Linked DNA regions of Delphinus delphis: region 1 is linked to region 2. Evidence: chromatin contacts called from public Hi-C data. All regions are on one chromosome and are shown on one strand. Each heading gives the region's core, a stretch centred on a gene start, on an enhancer-like site or on the middle of the called end of the contact. The rest is flanking DNA. Distances are from core to core; before and after follow the strand shown. Region 1 holds the start of ACYP2 (acylphosphatase 2). Region 2 holds the start of EML6 (EMAP like 6).

What was found. A called contact is a pair of places that touch in the nucleus more often than the background predicts.
Region 1: a Hi-C map of lung shows a contact between it and region 2, with 4 times the contacts expected there. The contact joins the promoter of ACYP2 here to the promoter of EML6 in region 2. A contact is called at or near these places in 2 of 3 Hi-C or Micro-C datasets (lung and muscle).

Annotation. Positions count from the first base shown.
Region 1 is chr12:45,242,317-45,245,016 of mDelDel1.2, reverse strand. ACYP2 (acylphosphatase 2) reads left to right here and starts at 1,323. Exons shown (of 5, transcript XM_060026615.1): 1 at 1,323-2,424. The coding sequence starts at 2,283.
Region 2 is chr12:44,700,164-44,702,863 of mDelDel1.2, reverse strand. EML6 (EMAP like 6) reads left to right here and starts at 1,323. Exons shown (of 41, transcript XM_060027575.1): 1 at 1,323-1,519. The coding sequence starts at 1,323.

The DNA.
Region 1 (2,700 bases), core at 74-2,573, 540 kb before region 2:
ACCTAATTTAATCATGTATGTGAAGAGCTTGCTTACATCTGTTTGCATCAAAAGCCAAATAATCATATACTTATACAGTGTTGGTAATTACATGTTTAAATTGGTACAGCCCTTGGAAAAATGATTTGGTAATGTGTATCAGAAACAATACACACTTGTACCCTTTGATTTGGTATTCTAAATTCTACCCTAAATGATTTTTAAATATGGGAAAGAAGCTATATGAAGGAATATTTCCTTCACAATATTTTTTATGGTAGTGAAAAATTAGAGGCGACCTGAGTATGTAACAACAGGGACTTATTAGTAGGTAAACTTATGGTTATACCTACTTAATAGAGTATCATGAAATTACTAAAATATTCATTACAAAAAACTATAACATGGAAAAAGAAAGAATAAAAGTTGAATTTATACAATGATATTAACTACTTAAAACATATATATAAGAGAATACACAAAAAAGATAAAAGTTGTGTTAGGGTTATGGATTCTTCTATTTTTAAAAATTTCTCTAATTATGCACAAATGTTTTTGTTTAAAATTAGCTGAAGCATTAGCAACAACTGCTTAAAATTTTTAGTCTTAGAATCACATATATTGGCAATTCATGCTGAAATGGTACATAAAAATTTGTTTGCTAATTTCAGCTGTTGGCAGACACAGTCAATTTTTTAGCTAAGCAAATGTCAACTGTTGCCATTGCGCTTCTAAAATTACAATAAAGCTACATAATAACTGGCAGGAGTACTCTTGGGTAAATGTGGAGAAAAATCAAAGATTGATTAAAAAAAGGAAAATGTCAACCTTCCCAGTCAGTGACAAGATCTTTGATAGGCAGGGACAGGACCCAGTTTGAGATCTTACTTCTTGGAAGGCACAGTACTAGTGGGGAAGACAGTAAATAATTAGGATGAAATCTGGTAAGCACTTGCACAGGCAACTGAACAGGATATGGGAAGATCTGGGAACTGGAATAGGTATTCCAAATAAAGTAGATCCAAGAGCAAAGATTTTTTTAAAGTCAGGGTGTGTTCAGAGAGCTGAATAACTCAAAGTGTCTTGACAATAGGTTACCTATAACCTATAGGATGGGTAGAAGCAGGTAATAAGAGGTTAGTGGAGGCTGAAGACCCTCAGTTTTATTTGGAATGCAGTGTAGAGACTTTGAAGTCACTGAAAAGAATGACATAAGATCTATGTTGATTCTAGGGTCTGCATGCAGTGAACTGGAAGGGAGATGAGAGGAAGATGTAAGTTGTGAGGATTCTGCAATAAACCAGGATCTTCATTACATAAAATTACCGGATTAGCGCTTCCAGAATATATTTTACTGTAAATGATTTAACCACATTCCAAGCAAGTTTTAGATGATTTTTGGTGCTAATAGAATTGGCACATAATATTGAATCAGATTGCAGAGGATTATTTTAATTATATGGCCAGATGCAGAGAAATATGTAAAGATCTCGAAGCCAACAAATATGTTGAGAAAGGCAAATTCTCACAAGTAAAAGGATTTCGATTTCTAGAAGGCAGCAGGTTATCAATAGCTGTATACAGATTCTCTGGAGTTGTGGGTTGCTTTAACACTTCATAACAGCTCACCAGGAAGTAGTATTTTCTAAAGTATAAACTGCTTTAACCTTCTAGGCAATTGGGGGCATTGCTGAACAATGATCAAGATCATAAAAAAGCTATACGAGTTCACAGCAGACAAGATTTTTTGTTTCCATTAAAGTTCCTTGTTCCAGAATATATCACAATCCATTTAGAATATGGATTCAGGCCTAAAGCTTTTCTGACTCAATAGAAAAGAGGATGCAGATGTCACCTTAAGAACGGCTCAAAATCGCCTGACAGATTTGGCAGTTACCTAAACGTTTAATAAAAATTTACTCACTAACCAAATACTCTCAGTCACCGAGCTAGCAGGTCTTTCATTTCAAAAGAATCATTTTGGGGGTACCAAACTATTGACATCTGGGCCAAGCCTCCGCTTTTATTTAAATACAAACACTGGCAAAGAAGCGCAGCGGTTCGTTAAATCGCAGGGACTCGTAGCTGGCATCCCTCCCGGGAAGCGAGTCTGGTTCCACCACGGGGAAGGGGCAGGGAAAGGAGACCTCGGGCGCCAGGGACCTAGCGGGCTCTTTCTTCCAGGCGTCCCGGGCTGCCCTCACTACCAGTCCCCGCCGTCTCATTTGCCGCCTTCCGACGCGTGACCCCGGCGCGCTCGCGTCCCCGGCCGGTGACAGGCGCGAGGTGCGCCGAGCGGTCCCATGTGCGCCCTCCCTCTCGCGGCCGCTGCAGTCACCGCGCCCCGAATCCAGCTCCAGCTCCTCTGCCGAGGCCTCGCCGCCGCCATGTCTACCGCCAGGCCACTCAAATCCGTGGACTACGAAGTGTTCGGGAGAGTGCAGGGTAGGGGACCCCCTTACAGTGGGAGATCAAAGAGGTGTTGGGGAGGAAGAGTAGAAAGCTTCGGCAAGCACACCCCACCTTAAGGACGCCCTGCCCTGTAGCGGCTAGGACTTCCGCTCGGCCATGACACAGCAGCCATGGGTGGGAAGGAGGCGAAGGGCGCATGCGCAGAAGAGCTGGGGTGGGCGGGATGGGGGCGAGGGAGGAGAGCGGAGCCGGGGAAAGACTGGGAGAAGGAGGAACAGCCGGGCGCGGGGAGTGGGCCACTTAAGGGGG
Region 2 (2,700 bases), core at 74-2,573:
TGCCTGGGATGTGTGTGCGCGTATGTGGGGGCTCGCCGTCCCCAGTGGTTCCTCGGGCGCTCCCGCCCCACGCCGGAATAGAGGCGTGACCGTTGCGCCTGCGGGACCCGATAGCTAGAGCAGACCTTCCTGGGTAGAGGTACAAGATTTTGGTCACTTGTTAATTATTTAATTTTTTCTGGACCGGGAGCGTTTGTAGGTTGAGCTTTCCTGCCTCTAGCTGCACTAGTGTCTCAGTTTCCTCTGATTCAGAAAAATCTTTTTATGGCGCTTTCAATTGGAGTTGCTGATTAGTGAGAGCTGCTAAGTTCTTGTGGTTTTCTCGGCCAAGAGACGGTTCACGGAGGATATGAATTATGAACACATACACGACAACTAACTAATTGGAGCATCTAAAAAATGACCGTTGCATATTTGCCCTGGCTTAATGGGGAAACAGCAATTGTTCTTTTTTTTTTTAAACATCCTTATTGGAGTATAATCGCTTTACAATGGTGTGTTAGCTTCTGCTTTATAATAACGTGAATCAGCTAAACATATACATATATCCCCATATCTCCTCCCTCTTGCAGCAAATGTTCTTTCAAATCGTATCGGCAGCCACCAGCCAGCAGCATTTAGGGCATATTTCATATCATTAAAAAGATGGATCTGGAGGGAGAGAGGAGGAATAGTTGACAATTTTTTAAAAACTTGGTTTAGTTTGGGGATCATTTTCTTGGACTGGGTGAGTTACGCAAAATATCTGTTTCTTTCTTCCTCGCTCTCGCATCCTGGATGTAGACTGTCAGTTTCGGATCCAAGGATGGCGATGGCAAAAGCTTATTCGAGTTCCTTGTCAAATTAAAGCTGTCACAGAATAAATCCCGCTGCCTGCTGCGAGGCCCCCGGGCACAGCAAACTTCAGTGAGCGAACTGGTAATCAGTGTTTGGATATGCAGATCCATGATTTAAAAGACGGGGTGACCCTCTCAAAAACCTCTCACGGGGGCCGAAGCCCGCAGGTGCAGTGAGGCGTGCGCGCGCGAGTGCTGGCGCCCCAGAAGACGCCTCTCCCGTGGAGAGGGAGCCGGAGAGCCCGGCGGGGTCTGGCGACCGCGTACCTGGCGGCTCGTCTCCGGCGGCGGCGGCGGCGGCGGATGATGGTTGCGGCCAGCGCGCTGGTCTGTGTCTGTGCGTCGCCGCGGAAATCAGCGCCCGGCGCTGCACGCTGAGCCCTTGCAGGTCCTCCACATCCCGAGCCTTGGTGAGGACAGACCCGGAGCCCAGGGGCCGCGGACCCGCACGCGGAGCGACCGGGGGGCGAGTGGGGTTAGCTTATCATGGCGGATCGGACAGCTCCCAGCTGCCAGCTCCGGCTGGAGTGGGTGTACGGGTACCGGGGTCACCAGTGCCGCAACAACCTGTACTACACCGCCGGCAAGGAAGTGGTCTACTTTGTGGCTGGCGTCGGGGTGGTTTACAGCACCCGCGAGCACAGCCAAAAATTCTTCTTGGGACACAACGACGACATTATCAGGTAAGGAGGTGGCCTGGGGCGGTGGGGAGGGGTTGGGTGTGAAGGTTGGAAGGATGACGGGAAGGATGACCAACTGGGCTTTCCTGGGGTCAGATCCGGAAGCCCCATGGAATAAAGGAGTCTCTCTGGAACCTCATGGAATTACAGAAGGGCTACTGATTCTAAGGCTAGGGCAGAAGCAGGGTAGGGGGTGCAGGTGGGGAGAGAGAGATTTCTTTTTATTCCTCCGGAAGGCTTTTAAATCTCTAAGGAGTTAAGTGTCCTGATGCTTTTTTGGTGTTCATTCCTGCTACAAGTGGAAGGATCCTGGGTAAACTATCAAACACTTCTCCTTCCCTCCCTAACTAGGAAAATGTAGGACCAATAACCTGAACTGTGGGTATCATCTTTGGGGGGCTTTTTAGAAGGTTCCTCAGCAAGCAAGAGGATTGAAAAAAAAAAAAAAACCCTAAAAGAAATTTTGCTAAAGGTAATTGGGATCTTCATTCCAGATGCTTTGAAACTAAGAAATTTCTGCAGTGGGTGGGGAGTTTGTTCTCTAATATTTCCCTTGGTAGTGACTTAGTGCCAAAAAGCATATTTATGGATGCTTCCACACCATCACTGAGGTTATAAAAGGCTGGCAGTTGCTGGACCACAAAACCCTACCAGCCAGCCCACAGAATGACCAACATCTAGTAGCGGATGGTGGGACTGATTAGAAGAACAAAACTGGATGAATAGACATCTTAGGGGTCCTCCTTATTAAATTGTAGAGGGGTATATTTTGATTTTTGGCCCTGTCCTCTTATCTTTGGACCAGACGCATTTTCCTCCAGCCCTTGTCAGCTTCTTGTGTGACCAGACAAGGTGTGGTCCAGATGCTGTTCACAGGGAATCCTTTTCAGCCTTCAGCAGTTAGGGAAGATTTCCATATGGGAGCCTCAGCCCACAGGGAAAATGACTTGCTGAGGATGGACTACAACTGACAGAGACCATATTTGTACCTTCCAGACTTGTGTGTTCATTGATGCAGAACACACTAACATCACATTTCAGAATATTGCCACTTGTGCTCTAAGTTTCCTTTCATAATGAAATAAATGGTTAAGTGGTGTAATGATAATGGTCTTAATGTCTCTGTGGGAAGAATGATTTTTAAAAACTAGCTTTTTCCCTCTTGTAGTGTTGTGATTATTCTG